Regions from separate parts of the Mus musculus genome. Here region 1 is linked to region 2. A link is a contact called in public HiChIP or PLAC-seq data. All regions are on one chromosome and are shown on one strand. Each heading gives the region's core, a stretch centred on a gene start, on an enhancer-like site or on the middle of the called end of the contact. The rest is flanking DNA. Distances are from core to core; before and after follow the strand shown. Region 1 has its middle 40 kb from the start of Ccdc6. Region 2 overlaps Ank3 (ankyrin 3, epithelial).

The links. HiChIP or PLAC-seq counts read pairs in DNA pulled down with a chosen protein or histone mark.
Region 1: a contact with region 2 is called in an HNF4G HiChIP or PLAC-seq map of pancreatic cancer cells. The contact joins two enhancer-like sites. A contact is called at or near these places in 1 of 115 datasets of contacts at active chromatin or transcription factors (pancreatic cancer cells) and 1 of 9 other capture datasets (embryonic stem cells).

Annotation. Positions count from the first base shown.
Region 1 is chr10:70,054,714-70,060,052 of GRCm38.p6, reverse strand. No RefSeq gene overlaps it. Among named protein-coding and RNA genes, the nearest start is that of Ccdc6, 40 kb to the left of the region's middle. Within about 2 kb of position 2,707, at least 21 of the 459 cell types and tissues checked have an H3K27ac peak or open chromatin away from gene starts, as enhancers often do. A contact at or near this core is called in pancreatic cancer cells, where this site is marked.
Region 2 is chr10:69,659,087-69,664,365 of GRCm38.p6, reverse strand. All of the region lies in intron 1 of Ank3 (ankyrin 3, epithelial), which reads right to left. Among named protein-coding and RNA genes, the nearest start is that of Gm33464, 99 kb to the right of the region's middle. Within about 2 kb of position 1,820, at least 29 of the 459 cell types and tissues checked have an H3K27ac peak or open chromatin away from gene starts, as enhancers often do. A contact at or near this core is called in pancreatic cancer cells, where this site is marked.

The sequences.
Region 1 (5,339 bases), core at 1,458-3,957, 390 kb before region 2:
TGTACTCATTAGAAGATCAGCGTGTTAAAGAAATACGGTGCAGCCGAAACTCAAGACAAGTTAACCATTGATGCGTTGCTGTGTTATCCCAGGTATCTCTTGTTCATAAAGTTACACGTTTAGATGTACACAAAGAACTACAGATGCAAAACTGTTCTATTCTATGTGGTTCTTGATTTTCCACATTAGCACCTGGGAATTTGCTTTCAAAGTTGCAGCCACAAGACTGGTCCTATCAGCTCTCAGTCATGAAGGGGGCAGGACTTATTACTCCTTTACTTTTGTTTTTTGTTTTTTTTGTTTTTTGTTTTTTTTTTTTTTTAGATTCTGGGGGAAAGGGAAATCGTTATTTTTAGTTGTAAACCCTCAGACAAGCCTATCAGGTCTGGTGGATAACTCAAAACCTTTGGTCGTCCAGCTTTGCTTATCCAGCTTGGTTAATATCAGAGAGTCACAAAATACAATGAATAGACATGAACTTGATAATTCATGGAGAGGAGGGAGAATGGATGGGGTAGATTAGAGGTAGGTGTCAGTAGGCATTGTGTACATGTGTAGAACGTCTAAGAACAAATTTACTTAAAAAAAAAAAACTACTTAAACAGATTAAAAACAACAGAAAAGTCCCAAGTCATTAAGCAGATCTTGCAGATCCCACATAATTAAGAACTGAAGAGGTTTGGGTAAATCAGCTTTTGAACAAGAATTCTGGGTAATTAAAACCATGGGCACTAATTGTAAGTCCTCCTTGCTGACCGGATGGTTCTTTTCTTTTCTTTTCTTTTCTTTTCTTTCTTTCTTTTTTTTTTTCTTTCCTTTTTCAAGACAAGGTTTCTCTGTATAGTCCTGGCTGTCCTGGAACTTATTCTGTAGACCAGGCTGGCCTCAAACTCAGAAATCTGCCTGCCTCTGCCTCCCCCTTGCTGGGATTAACAGCATGTGCCACCACCGCCTGGCCACTGGATGGTTCTTAAAAACAAAACTCGTTAGTTGCTCATTAGCCCCTCATTTAGGTGAGATGGCCCCAAGTGACATCCTGGACGCCTCCTTGGAGCCAACATGGCTCTCTGATATCTTGGACCTTTTTGCCTGGACTTGATTACACCTGAAGCTTTGCCAAGATGAAAAATTAAGATGTCCGTCTTCATTCATTTTCTATGTCTGTGATAAGACACTGTGGCCAAAACTACTTATAGAAGAGTGGGCTGGGGGATTCCAACCTCAGGGGGTTTCAGTTCATGAGCCTAGTGATATGCCATGGTGGCGGGCAGGCATAAGAGTAGGCAGGCAGGCACGGCGATGGAGTGGTAACTGAGAGTTTACCATCCTGAGCCACAGCCACTCAGCAGAGAGGACTAAGCGGGGCACAGTTATTGCTAATCTTTTCTTCGAGGTTTTTCTCTGGGTGCTTGTAGCCAGCTGTTCATTCTTTCAACAGCTGTTAGCTCAGCATTTTGCTCGCAGTAGTATTGGAGACAGACTGAAAGGTGGCTGCAGTCGGTGGACTGGCTTGTCCAACTTCGATTCCGGTCCCCAAGTCTCTTTGTTGAGTGCTAGAACTACCTAAGGGGAAAGTGGTTCTTTCAAGAAAGAGTTCCGGTCTGGAGAGATGGCTCAGTGGTTAAGAGCACTAGCTGCTCTTCCAGAGGTCCTGAGTTCAATTCCCAGCAACCACATGATGGCTCACAGCCATCTGTAATGGGATCTGATGCCCTCACCTGGTGTATCTGAAGACAGCTACAGTGTACTCACAATACATAAAATAAATAAATCTTAAAAAAGAAAGGAAGGAAGGAAGGAAGAAAGAAAGAAAGAAAGAAAGAAAGAAAGAAAGGAAGGAAGGAAGGTAGGTAGGTTTCCTAGTCTTGTAATGTGATGTGTTGAGACAACACACTGGGTGCGTGAGAGGAAGGGCCACTGCAGTCGCTCTCTGGAGGACACAGGGGAAGAGGGTAGGGGCTGTAGCGGGAAAGGACAGAGGGAGACAGACATTGTGGAGCATGACAGATATCTGAAGAGTAAGGAGCTCTGTCTTGTTCTCCCAACTCAGGGCCTTTAGTGTTTCTTCCAGGATGCTATTCTCTGTTCCCATTATTTGTTTAACTAGTTGGCTATACACAATCTGTGTACTAGTCTTTTTTGTTTGCTTGGGGTTTTTTGTTTGTTTGTTTGTTTTTGAGACAAGGTTTTCTCTATGTAGCCTTGGCTGTCCTAGAACTTTTTCTGTAGACCAGGCTGGCCTTGAACTCAAAGAGATCCTCTTGCCTCTGCCTCCCGAGTGCTGGGATTAAAGGCATGTGCCACCACTGTCCTGTTTACACTAGTCATTTTCTTAATCCAGATCTGGAAATGTGTCTTCCTAGAGGCCAACCCCTGGCCTTGTCTACATTTGTCTCCTAATGTGAACTACCTCACGGGGTGTTCAGTTTGTTGAGCAGAGGGGTTAACCAAGTTGCTCACCCACACCACCTGTTGATAACCTAAATTGTTGAATGCTTTGGACTAGAAATAAGTTCAGATAACTCCGATGTGGTATCGTTGCTAATGCAGCTGTATGTAGAGACAAAAACTTCTGGCTGAAGAGTCTAACTCTAAGAGTCTAGGACTAGTGTGTGCTGCCATCCCATGACCCTTCCTGAGACTCCATATGTGTGTTTTATACATGAGCAAGGAGTTAAGACAGCCTATCAGGTCTGCATCCAGTCTATTTTGGGGCCATCTGTCTCCACAACCTGACCACAACTGTTTAATGTGTCAGTCAGCGTTGTCTGAAGTCTATCCCAGGGCCTCTCTTGGCAGACTCCCAAGGTGAAAAATTGTTCCAGAATCCACATCCAGGGCCATGTAGCTCACCCCAGCCTGTTACTGCCTAAATATAGCTGTGCAGCTTGGCTAAGTGGTTTATAAAGGATGGTCAGCGTCTTAGAAGGAAGGACACTTCGTTTGCTGTGGCCCTTCCTCACCCCCCCCCCCCATCTAGAACAAATCAACCCTCACCTCACATGTCATGGAAGTACAAAATTTCTAAATATTCAAACATCCAAATGGGTTATTTGGGGGGTGATATTAGTCATAACTGTTCATTCTTTACAGCTCTAAAGGCTCTGAGTGGAAATGGCTGTGGTTTGCCTCTTTGATTTCTGTGTTGACACAAAACCAGTTGTCATCTCAAAGGGACTGGGGACAATGTATGCTGGCACCGAATGTGGGAAACTGAGGCCCTGAGACACAGGTTTCGTTTCCCCAGTTACCGAGACCCACTGTCCAATTAGTCATGTGAAACTTTATTAGTTACACAACAAAGGAACTCGTAAGTCAAGGTGTCGATCCCACGCTTTGCTGGGAACCCCACTTAAGCCGTTCATAGCAAAGTGGGGGTAGGGTGGGCTCTGTGATCGGCTCCAGGGTTATCTGGTGATGCTCTTAGCTTTTAGGTGAGGGGAAAGCAATGGTTTGCAAAGAATTCGTTTTAAACTTATCAAAAGTTATAAAGACCTTAGGTCCATTGCAAGCTGTGCAATGATTGGCTTTCAGAGCTGTTAAAAATAGCTCAGGAATTTGCTCCCTGCCCCACCCCAAGATACGGTTTCTCAGTGTAGCCCTGGCTGTCCTGGAACTTGCCTTATAGACCAGGCTGGCCTTGAACTCACAGAGACCTGCCTGCCTCTTTCTCCACTACTCCTGACTTAGATCATTTGGCTTTAGTCTGCAACATTTTAAGGTCTTATCTCAAAATTTTAGTCATTTGGCCTTATGGAATCTTTAACACAGGTGTGGGTTTTTTGGGTTTTTTTGTTTTTTTTTTTTTTCCTGCAATTTTTTCAGTTCACATTTGCTTATGATTTTGATTTCTATCAGGAACATCCTCCTTTAAAGGGCTTTAAAGTATCAAATTTATGTCTCTCTTATTGGACCGTGAAACCAGAATCCTACTTAGAAGGATGACCTCAGGAAGAAAGGCAGTGGCCCCCCTCTTTGCACTTCTGGGATGAGAAGTGATCTGGGTAGCATTGCTAGTATGACAGTTGGAGCTGCCCTGTGGAGACCACACTCTACAACTGTGGAGGGATGCTTACAGACCAGGAAAACAAACCCAGTCGGCCCAAGGACAAACAAACAAAATATTGGCGATACTAGATATCACTGATTGTGTCTAGGAATCACAGCGTTTCTAAATTCTCAACCTACAATCTTTAGGGACTCTCATTTCTCTGATATACCAGCTTTTCTGCCTTGGTTGGCTTCTCTTTCATCTTAATTGGGCTTCCTCCAGGGGTCAGGCTGGGTATGCGTCGTCCCGAGCTTGTCACCATCTCACTGAACAACTCCAAAGACTAAGGCCTACTCTTTGTCTGTGCCCGCATGACCAAGACCAAAGGAGCACTCTAAGTTAGAGGCAAGACACCCTCAGCATGTGCAGTGTCTTTGACAACTTACATGAAATCTTTGAGTCACATGACTTTGCCTTTCGGTGCTTCAGGTGTCCCTATGCACCTGTTGGTGGGCAGGTGCAGGAGTTGTTCTGACTAATTTTGTAGTGTTGGTTTCAAACTCAAAACACCTCTCATGTGATTGTGGCCCTTCAGCCACACATGTGAATGGGCGTTTCAGCAGCTGAGGCTGCAGATTTGCTGAGATGGTTCTGTCCCTTGGGGCTTTGTTAGGCCCAGCAGCTTTGCTGAGAACTCTAGTCATAACAAGTAGGCTAGTCTATGTACACATGTTAAACACTCATCAATTTTCACAGACTAGATAGGGTCACCCCCTTTCAGGCAAGGCATGGCTAGGTGATAGCAGAGGTGTACCATCAACATATATATATATATATATATACATACACACATATATATGTGTGTGTGTGTGTGTATGTGTATGTATATGTGTATATGTATATATGTATATATACATAATTTGAATATATATATATATATGTAATATATATATATGTGTGTGTGTGTGTGTGTGTATACTAAAAGAAGAATCTCTACGTCTTCAGTGAAAAGCTGGGGTAGTGTTGGAAAAATTACCACTAGAACTAATTATTATAAAAATTAAGAAAGAATATGAGTCTGTTACCATGACTTTATATAACCATGGAGTTTCTGCTAACAGATAACATCCTGCTTATTGGGTTTTATCTCTGAACATGGCATTTTGACAACTTGCTATGGACATCCTCATCCCCTCATGCAGAGTGGTATGCTGTAGGCTTTTGGTCCTCAGGTCATGGAGGGAGAGAAAAGAGAGCCTGTGGGTGGCTAAACAAGCAAGCGGAATATGCAGGAGTGGAAGGGGGCTGGTAAAGAGTGGCCAGGGGCCATGGTCGATTGTGAGTCTGA
Region 2 (5,279 bases), core at 571-3,070:
GTGTTTGTCTGCCAACGGAAGTCAGAAGAAGGAAATTGGGTCCCTGGAGCTGGAGTTACAGGTAGCAGTTAGTTATCTAACATGGGCGCTAGGAACCCAAGTCTGGTCCTTTCGAAGAGCAGCCAACACCCTTAGTGGCCGAGTCAGCTCACCAGCCTGTTCGGTTAGAAATCACTCAGCCTGTCATAGCTCAGGTGCTTTCTCTATAAATCAAAACCAGCTACAACTGCATGCCCTATGTCCATCACATGAGGGCTGTGGGTTCAAGTAAGATAGTAGATGTGAAGTTTCTTTGCAGAATAAGAAGAGGTCTGTGTGCAAGCATGCTATCAGCAGCATTATTTAAATTTATCACTTCTGCATTAAAACATGGTATGAAGTATATCTTGAAAATACTGTGATGACCTCAATTTTCTTTTATTAATTAAATTTCACTTTATGTGAATGCATGTTTGCTTGCGCGCACATGTGTGTGTGTGTGTGTGTGTGTGTGTGTGTGTGTGTAGCATTTGAATGTCTATCGCCCTCAGAGGTCAGAGGTGGGTGCTAGATCCCATGAAAATGGACTCAGGTGATTGTAAGCTGCCATGTAAGTGCTAGGAATTAAACCCAGGTCCTCAGGAAAAGCCATAAGTGTTCCTAACCTCTGAGTCACCTCTCTAGCCCACCCTTACACTTCATGACAAGACAAAATGGATTTACTTTTATTTATGAATATTTGTCCTGATTTCAGCACCACAAAAATTGGATAATTGAAACATGAATCAGATTTTCATGTACATATGAAAGCCTGTATAATAGCCTATATGTGATATATGTATATACAGTATGTACCTTGTATATACAGTATGAGAGCAACTGTCTAATGACAGTACTGTTGGACACAGTATGTAGTCAACCTTTGAGCAGTGCACATGAACTCCCTAGTCAGGGAGTATCGTGAATACAAACAAAGGAAAAATGTATAATGCTATCAAATTCCATATTGTGTTTAGTTCTTGTTTCTTTTTAATGCTTTACATTTTAAAAAAGTCCTTAATCTTTTTTTTTTTTTTTTTTTTTTTTTGCAGTCCAGTCATTATCCCCTTCCAGGTCTGCCCTCTGACAGTCCCCCCACACTTGCCTCAAAACCTCTCCCCCAACCCCCCAACCCCTGTTCCAAGAGTATCTCCCCACACACCCACACCCATCCCACACCCTGCCAGGCCTCCCCACTCCCTGAGGCCGCAAATTTCTCGAGGGTTAGGTGCATTTTCTCTCACTGAGGCCTAACCAGTCAGTCCTCTGCTGTATATGTGGCCTCGGACCTGCTAGTTTATGGTGTCTGGTTGGTGGCTCAGTGTCTGAGAGATCTCGGGAGTCCAGATTAGTTGAGACTGTTGGTCTTCCTATAGGGTCACCCTCCTCAGCTTCTTCCAGCTTTTCCCCCAATTCAACCACAGGGGTCCCCGCTTCTGTCCATTGGTTGGGTGCTAGTATCTGTATTTGTCTCTGTCTGTGTTTATTTCTTTTTTGTTTTGTTTTGTTTTTGTTTTTGTTTTTTGGGTTTTTGAGACAGGGTTTCTCTGTGTAGCCCTGGCTGTCCTGGAACTCACTCTGTAGACCAGGCTGGCCTGGAACTCAGAAATCCACCTGCCTTTGCCTCCCAAGTGCTGGGATCAAAGACGTGCGCCACCACTGCCCGCTCTGTGTTTGTTTCTTAAGAGCTCGGATTCAGTTTACCCTCAATCTCTAGATCAGGAAACAATCTCTTCCAGAGGAGAAGGAGTGCCACATTCTTTGGAAAGCCTCCTCAGATCAGTTGCTGGCTTTCCTGCACTGCCCCCTTGTGGAACAGTTGAGCAAAACAGCCAGACTCATAATGCAACCTGGGACTGTGTCCAGCCTGAGACAAAGCCTTAGATGCCCCTAGTACAGCTCCAACCTTTACAAAAAAGCTCCAGTGGAAAGGATTCAGAATTCATCCGCCTGCAACGACTCTGGCAGAGCGTTCTCCACCTCCAGAAGTCACTAGTGTTCCAGCTTTGATTCGTGCAAACATGCGTTCCAGGTGAACCTCTGTTCTTTTCGGGGCATGTTTACTTTAAAACAGCATTGAGTGTAAAGCTCCCCCCAAAGAAACCAAAGCATCTGAGAGATTCGTAGGTCACCAGCGGCACCTATTCCTTTCTCGGCGGGAGGAGGGACCCCTTGTCTGCTCCCATCATATGGACCAGCAGAGGCGCAGGGTTCATTGCTCACACCCATGTGTGTCTTGGTTGCTAACTGATATAGGCAAGCTTTGGGGGGAAATGTCGTCCCTAGGCAGGTGCTATGGGGCTGAATGAGAGAGTTAATAATGAATGCTTGAGCAAGTAAGCTAGCAAGCAGGGTTCCTCACAGTTTCTGCCCTCACTTCGAGACGGACTCTGAGCTGGAAGCGTCAGCCTAAGTTTCCTCTTCTGATCACGGGGTTTGTCACAGGCACAGCAAGAAAATGTGAACAGCTGCTAAGATTAAAAAAAAAAGGTTTATTTATTTATTTATTTATTTATTTATTTATTTATTTATTGTATTTATATGAGTACACTGTCACTGTCCTCAGATGCACCAGAAGAGGGCATCAGATCCCATTACAGATGGTTGTGAGCCACCACGTGGTTGCTGGGAATGGAACTCAGGTCCTCTGGAAGAGCAGTCAGTGCTCTTAACCACTGAGCCCCAGGTTCTAAGACTTTTAAAGACAATTGAAGATAAAAGAAATTCCATGGGCTGGTGAGATGGCTCAGTGGGTAAGAGCACCCGACTGCTCTTCCGAAGGTCCAGAGTTCAAATCCCAGCAACCACATGGTGGCTCACAACCATCCGTAACAAGATCTGACTCCCTCTTCTGGTGTGTCTGAAGACAGCTACAGTGTACTTACATATAATAATAAATAAATCTTTAAAAAAAAAAAAAAAGAAATTCCATGCCAGACAGATGATTTCCAGATAGGTCTCTTAGTCGGTAGACGACCTTGTCACTTGATAGCAGCCCTGGGTGCACATGGATCTATGTCTTTGATAACTCCTATTTTTGATGTTGCATCAAGTCCAATCAGACTGTGCAACCACTGTGGTGAATAAAGAATTATCTTGCTACCTTGCTACCGGTCTCAGCTCCATCCAGACAGTTGCAGCCGCACTGGGGGGCAGAATACCCAGCATGCACCACCGTCAGCTGAATCCCTCTCCTGTGACAGACTTTGTACAGTTTTCTTTCCCTCCCCTGAACACTTTCTGGCCTATAAAACCTCTGTTTCACGGAACCAAAGCCACCCTAAAGCACACATGCTGTCAGAATTCACTAATATTGTATGCACGTGGCTAGACGCCAACACAATCCCAATTTGTGTTAGTATCAGTAGATGTCCCCAAAAGGAGTCAGATTCCCCGGGAATCTGGCATTGGCCTGATAACCAATGGCGATTGAGTGCCGTGTTTTAAGAAACAATTGAAACCGGAAACCCACCTGGCAGTGGTGGGCAGGGCACTGACTGGGATGGCATGAGCCAACTGAGTTCTTTAAAGACAGACAAGAGATGACATTCGGGATGTCCTCATTTAGCTAAAGAGTTGCTTGCCAGGCTGGTGAGATGGCTCAGTGGGTAAGAGCACCCGACTGCTCTTCCGAAGGTCCAGAGTTCAAATCCCAGCAACCACATGGTGGCTCACAACCATCCGTAACGAGATCTGACTCCCTCTTCTGGAGTGTCTGAAGACAGCTACAATGTACTTACATATAATAAATAAATAAATCTTTAAAAAAAAAAGATTAAAAAAAAAAAAGAGTTGCTTGCCCAAGGAACTGGAATTGTTGCACAGGGGAGGAGGGGTCGGGGACAGATGCTTCAGGGATCTCGAACTCAAATTTGATAGGAAGGTATCTAGTCTTGCCCTAAGGATAGGCTCAACAACTGCTCTTGCATAAAATAGTGTGGCTTGGTACTCCCACAAAATGCATGTGACTGTCTAGGGCTGGGGTTCTCAACCTGTGGGTTATGACCCTTCTGTCAAACGTCTATCTCCAAAAGTATTTATATTATGATTCATAACAGTAGCAGAATTACTGTTATGAAGTAGCGACAAATACAATGTTACAGTTGGGGGATCACCACAACACGAGGAAGTATACTAAAGGGTTGTGGCATTAGGAAGGTTGAGAACCAATGGTCTAGGGAGTCACTCTTGCCAGCTGTTTGCATGTATTTCAAGGATAAGGTGCACGGCTTAGGCTGAAATTCACTCCGCCAATAGAATCTGCAGTACCACATCCCAATTAAATCCTCCAAAGACAGTTCTTGCAGCGCCAACATCTGGTACCCTAGTTCTTGAGCTAAAGCTATAAAGGGCCTTATTTAAAATGTAGGGGGGTGTAAGGAACATGGAAATGTTAACCCACAAACCATTTTGAGCTGTGAAGAACCTCATGATAATGGCTAACTGGATGTTAAATGTGAGAAAAGGTGGGGGGGAATTGAGTCCAAACCCCCAAATGGTTTCTGTATAAGACAGAGTGAGAGACCGGGACAAGCCTCCATGGCATCTCAGGTGGCTGGCAGTAAACACACCAGGAAGGAAGATGGAGCTCTCTGCAGTGCAGAAGCTGGAGAAATGCAGGCAAGCTGAGAGTCTTAATGCCCCAGGCCACCAGACCTCATCATTTGCTGCTATAAACAAGCAAGAACCAAGAGTAAGAGGCATACAAGTTTTAGGCTGGGAGAAAAATCACGTCAGCTATTGGGCAAAAGGAACGTGTCTTTGAAGATCCCTGGGACAACAGGAGTGGGCTTTGCAGCCTTTTCAGAAGCCCCCCCCCCCCCCAGGATCTCTAGGTTGTAGGAGGCACCCTGATTGCCCTAATGAACGTGTGGCTTTTCCTATTGTGAGATTCCCATACACACAGAGACCAATGAGACTTGAAAATGGTAGAATGATTCTGTTATGCAAATGGGAGAAAACAGACTGGTTTTTGTTTGTTGTGGTTTGGTTTGGTTTTGGAGAACTTTTATTTGTAGTCCTTTAGCAATGGCACCAGGTACTATGGAGGCCCCGGTGCGCCTCAGGGATATCATCCAGTCTGGGGATAAAAGCAAATTCTAGACAAAGCTGGTCCTCTATGTAGGCATGGTGCCTCACGTTTGCAATCCCAGAACTTGGGTGACAGAGGCAGGAGGATTGCTGTAAGTTCCAGGCCAGTCTAGGCTAAGGTTGATACCCTGTTTCAAAACCAAACAAAGTGAAGAAAGACAAAGCAAAAC